Regions from separate parts of the Ovis aries genome. Here region 1 is linked to region 2. The links are chromatin contacts, called in public Hi-C maps. All regions are on one chromosome and are shown on one strand. The core of a region is the stretch at or near the end of the contact, and the rest is flanking DNA. Distances in the headings are between cores, read along the strand shown.

Region 1 (6,220 bases), core at 2,842-5,341, 460 kb after region 2:
TGCTTCTTCTCTGGAGATCTTTAAGCAAAGGGAAGACATCTACCTTGAGATGATTTTAGTGCAGCGTTCTTGCAGTTGTGAGGATGACTAAATGATGCATATCTAGTGATTTATGTCCAAATCTTATAGATGTGGGTGAAAATAATTGCTTTGGTGTGGACTGCAGATACAAATCTGGCAGACACAGATCAGGCCTCATTTCCTTCTCTGATTCTTTCAATTTCCTGCTCCCTGAACTATCATAATCATCCACATCAAAAAAGTTCTTATTAAGCTCTAGGTGCAGGTGGAATATGCCAGCTTATTGCCAATAAAAGAACATAATGTCCATCGTCTTGAGTGTCTAGTCCTTTCCCCCCAAGAAAAAATGCAACAGAGTCACAGGGATGTAACTTACAGCGCAGGGCATGTAGACACTAATATTATAATAACTTAGTATGATGTATGGAAAGATCTAATCATTATGTTGTACCTGTGGGGGAAGAAAACTATTGTGATAAAAGTGCAACATGGAAAGGCTGGCTTATGGATTTCATTGCTGGTTTAGTTTGCTTTGTGATTCCTTTTCTATAGGAACCCTCTTAGGTTCCTTTATGGCTGAGAGAGTTAAAAAGAGAGAGAGATGATTGTGCTACATTATGACCAATGTGTTAGCAGAGAATTAATGCTGCTAGAACAGAGGAGGACAGGGGCATGAGAATTAAGGTAATAGGTGACATCATCATAAGAGGAAAATGGAAGGAAAATAGCAGGAGTTAGTGTAAACAAATGAAGAAAAGCCAACTTTTAACTTCTTTGGTGGGTCAGCAAATATTTATTAAGTGCCGACAGCAAAATGCAAATGCACAGGTTTTGTCTTCATGGTGCCTACCACTGCTCTGCTACGGCTGCAGGCCTAGACAAGGGTATCAGAATTATTGGGGTTAAAGAGGACAGCCATACCTATGTATACATATAGCTGATGTATGCTATGATACAGCAGAAACTAATACAATATTGTAAAGCAATTATACTCAAATTAAAAATAAAATACAGGAAAAAAAAAAAGACAGCCATGACCCTTCTTTGAAAGTCATTATTAGAGCACTCTGATTTCAGTTTTAGTACTGACTCTGTAATACAGGGAAATCTGTTTTTTTGTGGGCAAAACATAAATGACATTGGTGACCTGACTTGCAGACTTGGTTAACATACAGCATGAAACGCTTCCATCTAAGGAAATCACTATTAGTGTGAACTTTGACTCTTCTGTTCTCTCTACTGTTTTGCTGAATTTTTTCTGTACTTGCCTTTACCTCCACCCCCCACGTCCAGTGCTAGCAGTGTGTGCTGATAAAAGATGAAAGAAAAAGCAAGCTGTTAAAGAGATAGTACACATATCACATAGACGCAACTGTTAAATGTGTTTAAACTATACCTTCAGCACCTCATTTAAGGATGTCTGGAAAGTGGCAAAAATACATCTTAAAAAGGTAATTGTGGTGACTCTATGTGGAAGAGAATTGTTCAATTAGGTGTGAAAGCTTTTCTTTTCCATTTCTTTCTCTTTAATCTGTAAGCATTAGGCAGTGAGATGCAACTTCTCCCTTTTCTAATACTGAATTTTCAATTTGGTGTTTTAAATAATGTAAATTTTTTATTTAGAAAATTATTTTTAGCTTATTGTTCAATAGTTGTTTTTATAACTTTCTTTGTTCCGAAAAGGATATGAGTTGGCTCATTAGTCAATTACATTTCTTTATGAGAGGTGGGATTTGTTTAATTGTGTGTGTGTATTTGTGTGCACATGTATATATGTGTGTTTTAATAATGTGTTGAGGAGAAAAAACCTTAGTGGAAACCCATTCTGAATATGCAATTTAAATAAGTAAAATACAATTCATTTCACAAAAATGTGACTTTATACTGAATTGTTCAACTGTTCAAGAAACTGTCTACAAGCAAAAGTTTTACACACATGATACGGATACGAACAAATAAGAGTCTATATACAATGTCATTTAGTTATTGCTGAATGTACACTGAGGTCACCCTTTCCAATCAGTGGGATCAGGAATGACTTCCCAGTTTTAGGTGTTGTTTGTAAACATTTTCACAGTAATATGATTAAGGAAGTAATTTAATTGGCCTTATTTTCCATTTGGGATCCAAAATCAGGAAAAAGAACGTGCTTGATTACACATCTCAAAGCATTAGAAATGCATTTTTCCACCCTATGTCATAGGAACAAAGTTCATGTACTAGTATTAGATGAATCACAATCCTGTTCTTACTTCTGTAAGCCCCAGCACATATATGAATCATTAATTTCAGTTTCAAATGATTTAAATAGAGCCCAGAAAGCTTCTAGGAGTCATTAGGGCCTCTGACTTTGATAGTGATTTTGTATCTCATTCTCCACTTTCTTATACGAAATCACATCTAGATTGCAGGCCATCTCCCCTACACCTGAACATGAATGTCACTTATGATTTTCAAAGGACTAATTAAAGCAACAGAGACAAATAAAACACTGACTATGCATATAAAATAAAGGCTTCCCAAGTGGCGCTACTGGTAAAGAACCCACCTGCCAATGCAGGGAGACAGAAGAGACCCGGGTTTGACCTCTGGCTTGGGAAGATCCCCTGGAGAAGAAAATGGCACCCCACTCCAGTATTCTTGCTTGGAGAGTCCCACGGACAGAGGAGTCTGGCGGGCTGCAGTCCATAGGGTCCTAAAGAGCCACAGACCACTGAAGCAAGGCAGCATGCATGCATATGACATGCCCTTTCACATTAAGCTTCCAAACTGACGGAACTCTGTCAGTTAGCTGTTCAAAAAATCACCAGTGGAGCTGAAATTCATTGAGATAACTGACAGGTTTTTCTTTTAAATTTTTTTCTATATTTCATTTTTTTTAAGAGAAATTACTCTTAAGTCTGTCAGCTCAGCAGTTCTGGGTTCTACACTCTAAAGAGCAGACTTCACTTATTTGTCCTAATATCTACTGCCATATCAAAGACCTGCAAGCTTTTTCTGTAAAGGGACAGACAGTAAATATTTTAGGCCTCATGTGCCATACAAACTCTGTTGCAAGGACTCAACTTTGACATTATACCAGGAAGGCATTGCTGACACTACATAAATGAATCAGTGTGCTAGTGTTCCAATATGACTTTATTTATAAAAGAAGAGACAGACTGGATGTGGCCCATGGGCTGTAGTTTGCCAACTTTTGGTCTATAAAATGGCTATATTCATAAAACAGTGGATACAGGAAAGGTTCTATGCCAAATTTAAGGGCATAGGAGTAAAAATTCAAAGACCTTTTTCTTTTAAAATTTATTTTCCCAGTTTTATTGAGATACAATTGGTATAAAATATTGTATTAGTTTTAGGTATATGATATAGTGATTTGGTATCTGTGAAAATTATGAGACAATAACCACAATAAATTTAGTTAACACTGATTACCTCAAATAGTTACAATTTTTTTCTTATGATGAGAACTTCTAAAATCTACTCTTTTAACTTCTTTCAAACATATAATTCAGTATTGTTAACTACAGTTGCCACGCTGTACATTCTATCCCCAGGGCTTATTTATAACTAGAAATCTCTACCTTTTAATCACCTTCACCCATTTCACCCAGCACCCACTTCCCACCCTGGCAACCACCAATCTGTTCTCTGTATCTATAAGTTCAGGTTTTTTTAGATTTTACATATGAACATTTAATCATTGCTCCATGTTTTAGAACTTACATATACTGTTACACATTCCTTTGCTTTTGAAAAGGTGGAGTTTGTTTCCTCACTGGACCATGGGGAAAATGCATGTTGTATACGTGTTTGTTGTTAGATGGACTCTAATTTTGTTTCACACCACCTTCATCACTGATTTTGCAAATCTGCCCACTTATTGCTGGTTGATTCATGTTTACATACATACTGCACACTGGCTCAAAGTCCATTTTCTCTCTCTCTCTCTCTCTCTCTTTTTTTTTTTTTTTTTACCACTTCTATCCCTGCCAAAACACTAAAAGTCAGTGTTTATATAACTAGGTCAATAAACACATATTGATTATACTGGGTACCAGGCCTTATGAAAAGAATGGGACTTAGATACAGTCCCTCATGGAGTGCATGTGCTCTGCTGTGCTTAGTTGCTCAGTCATGCAGTCGTGACTGACTCTTTGCAACCCTTTGGACTGTAGCTCACCAGGCTCCTTTGTCCATGGGATTCTCCAGGCAAGAATATTGGAATTGGGTAACCACACTCTCCTCCAGGGTATCTTCCCAACCCAGGGACTGAACCCATGTCTCCTGTGTCTCTTGCGTTACAGGCATTACAGATTCTTTACATGCTGAGCCACTGGGGAAGCCCCATGGAGTATATACCCAGTTAGGAAAACAAATAAGCAAAATTAATAGGTAAAACACAATGTATGCACTAGATAGTACTGAAGTATGTCAGAGGGAGATCTATCTGCTTTAGGAAATTTTTTGAAAGATGTAATGATGAGCTGAATTTGAAGAATACACAAAAGTTATTCAGGCAGAAAAGGAGGGAAAAGTCTTTCCAAGTAGAGCAAAAGTCACGTGCAAAGGCCTAGAGATGTGTGAGCCCACGAGTGCTCTGGGAACTGTAGGCAGCACAAGTGAAGCCTGTTACGGTTAATGATGCTGGAGAGATGAGCTGGGTTACATCATGCTGAGGAGTTTGGACTTGGTTCCACTGACGAATCTGAAGAAGGAACGTGGTATGATCAGATTTACACTTCAAAGTCTGCAAGTGAGAAATAGAATGGAGTCAGCGAAAGGTGTAAGAGGCAGGACTGGTGAGAAGGCCTTTGAAATAATTTAGGGAAGAGATGAGGAGGTTCTGAAGTAAGATAGTAGTAGTATTTATTAGGGCTTTCCTGGTGGGTCAGAGGGTAAAGAATCTGCCTACAGTGCAGGAGACCTGTGTTCAATCCCTGGGTTGGGAAGATCCCCTGGAGAAGGGAATGGCTACCCACTCCAGTAGTTCTGCCTGGAGAATTTCATGGATAGAGAAGCCTGTGGGCTACAGTCCATAGGGCTGCAAGGAGTCGGACATGACTGACTGATACACAGTGCAGATGAAGACAGGGAAACCTAAATAGAACTCTCATGTTGATCTGAGCATTCTAGTATGTACCAGGTATGATGCTTTACCTTGAGGAAATCCTTATAACAGTAACATAAGGAGAGGGTGCACCTCATTTTACACATGAAGAAACTAATTTGGGTTAAATAATTTGCTCAGGTTTGCAAGATGACAAAGTTGAGATCTGCACTCATATCTCTGTGACTCCAAGCTTACTTTGTAAATTTTTAGGACATATTCATCATTGATAAGAGGACCAGGGAAGGTGGGAGTTTTATCAAGAAGAATGATCAATAATCTCAAATGCCTCAACAGAAATTAAAAGATGAAAGACTCAAACTACATTGAAAGGATTCAACAGTCATGGATGATCTTGCTGCTGCTGCTGCTGCTGCTAAGTCACTTCAGTTGTGTCCGACTCTGTGTGACCCCATAGATGGCAGCCCACCAGGCTCCCCTGTCCCTGGGGTTCTCCAGGCAAGAACACTGGAGTGGGCTGCCATTTCCTTCTCCAATGCATGAAAGTGAAAGTGAAGTCGCTCAGTCATGTCCGACTCTTAGCGACCCCATGGACTGCAGCCTACCAGGCTCCTCCGTCCATGGGGTTTTCCAGGCAAGAGTACTGGAGTGGGGTGCCATTGCCTTCTCCGATGGATGACCTTAAAGGAGGGTAATTTCTTTGGAACCAGGAGGCCTGAGATCAGGTGGCTCAGGGAAGAGAGATGAATGAGGTGGTATGGGAACCACCCTCTCAAGACATTTCACACTAATTAAAACAATTTTAAATACTCTGTAGCTTCCCCACTGCTCTCTGTGGATTATTCCTCAAACAACTGAACTACCTGACATCAAAATATCTTTACTCATGCTTAGAATGGTATCTGCTAAACAGTGGGTGCTCTATAAATCTGTTGACTGAATAAACTTTCTTCTTTAGCACTGATTCTCAAGAAAAACGAGAAATACTTAACATCTATGTTTTGGACACAGATATGTTGATAATGTCCAGCCCCAAAGGAGAAGTATTCATTCTCTCAACGGTGTTTGAGGAATCTTTTGGTCCCTTTCAAGGGGGTAGAAAATGTCAACTCCAGTTAATAAGAAGAA
Region 2 (6,117 bases), core at 2,851-5,350:
AGTAAATTTTCAACACTGCACAAATAATAAGTCATTTACTTTTTCAGTAGAAATTGTCCCACATAATGCTTTTATCAATTTGCTATTGAAAGAATAGATTTTTTTAAATGTGCAGTGTTGAATCATTTCTTCATAGTGCTAGAGTTAGGATTAGGGCTTCAATTTCACTTCTTAAATATCATATATTTGATATGCCCAGACTGCATATGATTTTAAGCAGAGTACAACTACTATTGTAAAGTTAATGTGAAGATATGATTAAAAATAATTTTTTTCCCAGAAATTTGATATCTTTCAAATTACACCTTGACCTTGAAATGTTTGACTATCCAGCCAATTTATTTCTTAATGGTGTAAAATCTCATTTTCAATAACTTATTGGTGCTGAAATTGTTCACTAGCTGTGGTCTGACCTAGTTAATTTACAAATACAGATTGCGTAGGACCTACTAGAGCAGCATTTATAGAGTTTGATGGTAAATAGATTAGGCAGAGCTTCATCTAAAATATTCTTTGGAAAATGATCTTGACATGTTTTCCATACCTTGTCAGTTTCATTCAAAAAATAAGGTTTTAAAGTTTTTTAACAAAGCGGTTAGTATTTACACATTGATATTTAAACATTGATATGTAGAGAATTGATTGACTGCTCATAAGTTAAATTGGTAAAGTTAGAGACACCTATTCCTCAGCTCTCATCATTGAAATTTATCTCACCTTGTCTTTCATAAAAGCTGAAAAGTGTTGACTAAAATGAAAATCAACTATTTGTGTTTTGAAGATAGTTATTAATACTGTTATTTGTTACAGTTTTGGGCACAGTATATTAAAGCATAACTTGTATTGTTCCAATATGTAACATGGAGGGCCAGGTCATAAATAATGACATTATAATGGGCTTTTGCACTGTTATTATTTTTCCTTTGGAATGTGAAGGTCTGAATGAGGGTTTTGATTTTGAATGTTTCAATGTTTTTGAGAAGCCTTGCTTACATTTTATGGTGTAGTCATTGGAAATGGAAAAATGGCATTATATATATTATATATATATAAATATATATTATACATACTACTCTCCTTTATTTCAGTTACCATGCCCATAGAATTTGACAAGAATTGCTATGACTGAAAGGTTTCCGAGTCCTAATTAAAACTTTATTTATGACAGTATTCATGATTAGCCTGAAATGCATTCTGTAGGTAAATCTCTTGAGTTTCTGGAATGTTTTCTTAGACTTTTTGGATGTGCAGCCGCTTACTTGTCTGAAGTTACTTGAAGGCATCACTTTTAAGAAAGCTTACAATTGGGCCCTGTACCATCCCAAGTCCTCTGTAGCTCCTCTTGAACATCTTTCTGCCATAATTATTAAAGGGTAGTTGAGTAAATAGCATCACCATTCTTCACTGTGGCACAGGTTATAAACTTGAGTGGAGTTTACCGGCAGCATCAAATGTTTCAGCTTTAAAAAATAAAAGTAGGGTACAAGTTACTGTTTAGTTCTAGAAAATTTGTGCAATATGTTCATAACGATGGCTGTGGTTGCCACAAAGTGCCTCGTTTACCTTTAAATACTGTTAATGTGTCATGCATGCAGATGGAAGGGGTGGAACTGTGCACTAAAGTGGGGGCTTTAACTGCAGTGTTTGGCAGAGTTGCCTTCTACCCTGCCAGTTCAAAAGTTCAATCTGTTTTCATATAGATTATATATACTAAAAAACTTCAGTCTGTTCAACAGCCTTACTCTGATTCAGCCTCTTCAGATACTCTTGTGCTGTGCAGCAGTGGCTCTGTGTGTAAATGCTATGCACTGAGGATGCACAAAAAAATACGATGTGTACAGGATAATGCCTCCTGCCAATCAGATGTCCATTTGTTATTGTGTTTGTTAACAACCCTTTATCTCTTAGTGTTATAAACTCCACTTAAAACTGATTAAAGTCTCATTCTTGTCATTGTGTGGGTGTTTTATTAAATGAGAATATTTATAATTTAAATTGCTTAGGTTCACTGACATTTTAATGATGGGCAGCCAAATGTGATTAATAAGTTTTTTGTAAGGTTTTTTTTGAACCCCCTGCTGTCCTTCAAAGCCTACAGTTACATAAAAACATGGGCCCTTATCAGTTTGGGAGTAGAGTACCAATCTACTCATGTTTGAGAGGCATCTAGCTTTTTTAGGATCTTAGTCTAATACTTAGTAAATTGTTTTAAGCACAATTTAAATTGCACATATTAAATAATATGCTAATCCCAAAATGTTCACGATTTTTGAAAAATCATGCATATATCTATATATATATACTCTACTAAGTGGGGTATCTGAAGATAATTGCCCAGAATGGATTTGATATCTCAGATTTCAATTTTGTGGCTTTTCCATTCTTTGATTCTGTAATACGCCATCAACATGGGAAGCTTCATCTGATCATTGTGACTTATGCTCTTTAAAAATTGATATTTCACAATAGTCTAAAGACTTTATGTTCCTGAACTTAATCTTGTTATTTCTCATATTTTTAAGAGTGCAAAGACTAAGTAAGGCATATCCTTTCACAAAGCATAGTAAGGTAATAAGTGAAAGTGTAGCTTATAAAAATGTTAAAGCAGATCATTTATGTAACAATGTTATTTCAAGTTTACATTTTCTCTAACTTTTAAAAAGTGAATAATATATAAAGTATGAAAAGTGTGTGTGTGTGTGAGTACACACATTTTTTTTCTTTTTAGATATTTAAGTATGGATGAAAACCATACTGGAGTCTAAGATCATTCTGATTTATAAGATGATCTTGGAGATGTCTGAAAAATAGGAATTTACTGTAGTTTTTTTTTTTAATTGCATGTTCTCACTACCCTTAATTTGAGCTAGTTTGGTTAAGTGAATGCCATCACCATTTCCATTGAGAATTTAAAAATCACCGGTGTTTAATATGCAGGCTTCCAAAGGCTCACAACAAATCAAGACCCTTAAATCTAGTTAATTTGCTGCTAATATGAAACTTTTCTTATTCTTTTATTCTTGCCAGATAATTAGCCACAGATCTAAAACTTAGTCTTAAATGGCTTGAGTGTAAGTTTTGATAAGCAGTGCTGTTACTAGTTCAGAGAGGAATGTTTGTGAATGGAAATAGTGTAAATATTCAGTCCAAACTGGTATAAATACATAAAAAACTAGCAAAAAAGATAATAGAGAAAAACATTTAAAAACTTGTAAAGATGAGATGAAAGAGACTGATTTTCCTATGGAATTATATATCTGTAGGAAACCTAATGATTATCAGTGGTTTTTAATTTTAGAGTAAATATATTCTTTTATGATCTTGCTATTTTTCCATCTTTTAAGAGATCTTCCAAGTGTATCAGAATATATGTAGCCACTCTGACAAATACATATGTTGGTAGCTTTAAAAGTTTGTAATGTGAAGTCGTAAAGGACAGTAATTTCATTGGTTGGTAATACCCTTTGGTTTTTAAGTTAGCTATGTTGAGAACAGTTTCCCATGAAAAATCTTCACTCATAATCCCACCACCTGGAAATAGCCATTATTACTACTTCAGTGACTATACAATCCTGTTTTTTTTTCTTGTATATTCATGTATATATTTTCTTTAAATGGTGAAATTTGTACTGTGCATGCTCTCAAAGCCTTTAAGCTTAGTATTTCTCTTCATGGATTTGTAGAATGTTAAATTACATCAGAAAATGGACATTGATTGGATTCTTTCTAGTGCTGCAGATGCAGATTGTGTGTGTACTGGAGAGCCCTTTCCAATTCAGTGGTCAGTCAGAGACGTTTAAATATTGTTGGCATCAGAATAATACATATCTAGGTGAATCAGACAGTTACATTTATTTAGCATAGACAGGCTTAAGATTGTAGATATTTCTCTTCAAAAACTTTCAAACATTTGCATTTTGGAATTATGTGCTAAACAGAATGTATGAAACACTATTAGTAGTTAATTTCATCATCACCTTTCTATTTCCCTTATAAGTTGGAAAAGAAGGATGAGCTTTTCACTCTATAATTCCCAAACAGTTGCTCAATTTAGAGTGAATTAAACACCTGCAAAAAAGAAAGTTACTGTTGGTTTATCGCTTAGCTGCCTCTATATCTGTGCTCATGAGGCTTCTGTCACATCAAAACCTATTTCTTGAATGGTTCGCTTTTAGCTCTGGAACTTAACCATGTTTAATAATGGTGGGCTTAGGACATAAGACTTTTCTTGACAGTTAAGAAGTTTGGTGAAAAAAAATTTAGTTGGAGGGCAGTACATAACTTATAAACCAATGTATTGATATTTTACCAACATTTTTACATATATGAGTGAAGTCAACTGCCATTTTTGAGCATTACCACATTTTAAAATAAAGCTGCATATTTTTAAATGAAATGTTTAACAAGGATTTATATTTTTCATTTTTTCAATTAAAAATAATGTTTATATCTCCTTTGTTACATGTGGATTCTCATCTGTTCTTAAAATGGTTAGAGATTTTGTTTGTCCTGGAGTGGAGCAAAGCTCATAGTCCTGGCTCTGGTGTTTCAGTTTGTCAAATCTGCTCACTGTTGTGAAATTCTTAAAATGGTTAAATGTGGCTTTCTGTAGCTTATCATTTATCGGCTTTCATGTACACTTTTAGGATTTTTCTGCCTACTCTGTTGTCTAAGTGATATCCCATGTTTACAAATGCTCTTTCAGTTTCTATTTTCTTTTTCCATTATAATGCCCTAATGGGCAGTTTTTAAAAGAGAGTGTGAGAGGGTGTGTGTGTAGTGAGGTCTGGGTGGCTGGGTGAACTACGTGTTTGAGAGTGCTAGATTCCAGTTTTAGGGATTAAACAGTTTGATTCAGGCAACCAGTTGGCACTGGAATTTTACAGTTCATCATAATGAAAATCTTAACCTTGGTTGACTTTGACATTCAGTAATGAATCTTGGATATTAATGAATTTGTTGGTAGACTCTTGATACGTGCATTATTGAATTATTTTCTAAGTTGTGCATTTATCCAAGTTGGTATGATGGAAATGTTTATATCAAAATTCCATTTGGCTACTGATGGACATAAAAACAGAAATGCTTTCTTATGGACAGTATTTGTTTTCTTTAAAAAATTAAAAAGGTTAATTATTTTTAATACTTGGTTTTAAACTTTTTATTCAACAAATGTTTGTCAAGTCCGTAGATGTTTGGATTATATTAGAGATCCAACCAACAACCTCTGGCCCTTCAGGAGTTTCCATTCTAATAGAGAAAATGGACTTTATTTAAATAGTTATAATATTGATACGTGACACGATGATGATTACCACACCTTCCATATGCTCCTCTAAATTTCCACCCCCGTTAAGTTAGAAGGAGCCCTTCTGACTAATTTATTCCCGTGAGTTAGCAGTGAGAAGTGGTATGACACTTCCAAGGAAAAGCAGTGAAAATAAAATCCCTTGTACAATCCTTAGGCTTCTCTACTACAGTGACCAAGGACATGATGTGTTCCAGGTGGAGCAACTGTCAGCCTGGCTGTGAGTGACTATATGGAGCAAAACTTCCTCAAATCCTCCCCCTGTATTGAATGTGTTAGGTATTAGCATGAGCAAGAAGTAAAGATTAGCTTCCACTGAGATTTGGGGACAATTTGTTACATCGCATCATCAATTGTATTCTAGTTTATGCTTTGGAAGGACAAGACCCTGATGCTGGGAAAGATTGAAGTCAAAAGGAGAAGTGGGCAGCAGAGGATGAGATGGTTAGATAGCATCACTGACTTCATGGACGTGAATGTGAGCAAACTGGGAGATAGTGAATAAAGTACATGAGGGTCCATGGGGTTGCATAGAGTCGGATATGACGTAGTGACTGAACAACAACAAAACCGGGAAGGCTTTGTTGAGCAAAGAAGAGGGAGTTAAGAATAAAGCAAACTGGAAAAAAAAAAAAGCAAAACAGCGACAAAACAGCATGACGCAATAAAGAAACTAAACTAAGTCACTCAGTTTTCTTGAGCACTTGATACGCATCAGGTGCTGATCTAGATATGTGCGATACAAATGAGTGAACAATAGATCCCTGTCCTCATAGATCTTACATTCTAGTAAGGGAGAATAACAGATA

Evidence for each region. A called contact is a pair of places that touch in the nucleus more often than the background predicts.
Region 1: a Hi-C map of liver shows a contact between it and region 2, with 5 times the contacts expected there. The contact joins two enhancer-like sites. A contact is called at or near these places in 2 of 16 Hi-C or Micro-C datasets (liver and skin fibroblasts).

Annotation. Positions count from the first base shown.
Region 1 is chr22:9,802,525-9,808,744 of ARS-UI_Ramb_v3.0, forward strand. All of the region lies in intron 5 of RNLS (renalase, FAD dependent amine oxidase), which reads right to left. Among named protein-coding and RNA genes, the nearest start is that of TRNAG-UCC, 14 kb to the right of the region's middle. Within about 2 kb of position 4,092, at least 2 of the 54 cell types and tissues checked have an H3K27ac peak or open chromatin away from gene starts, as enhancers often do. A contact at or near this core is called in liver, where this site is marked.
Region 2 is chr22:9,338,856-9,344,972 of ARS-UI_Ramb_v3.0, forward strand. PTEN (phosphatase and tensin homolog) reads left to right here. Exons shown (of 9, transcript XM_027960248.3): 9 at 1-5,143. Among named protein-coding and RNA genes, the nearest start is that of PTEN, 100 kb to the left of the region's middle. Within about 2 kb of position 4,101, at least 1 of the 54 cell types and tissues checked has an H3K27ac peak or open chromatin away from gene starts, as enhancers often do. A contact at or near this core is called in liver, where this site is marked.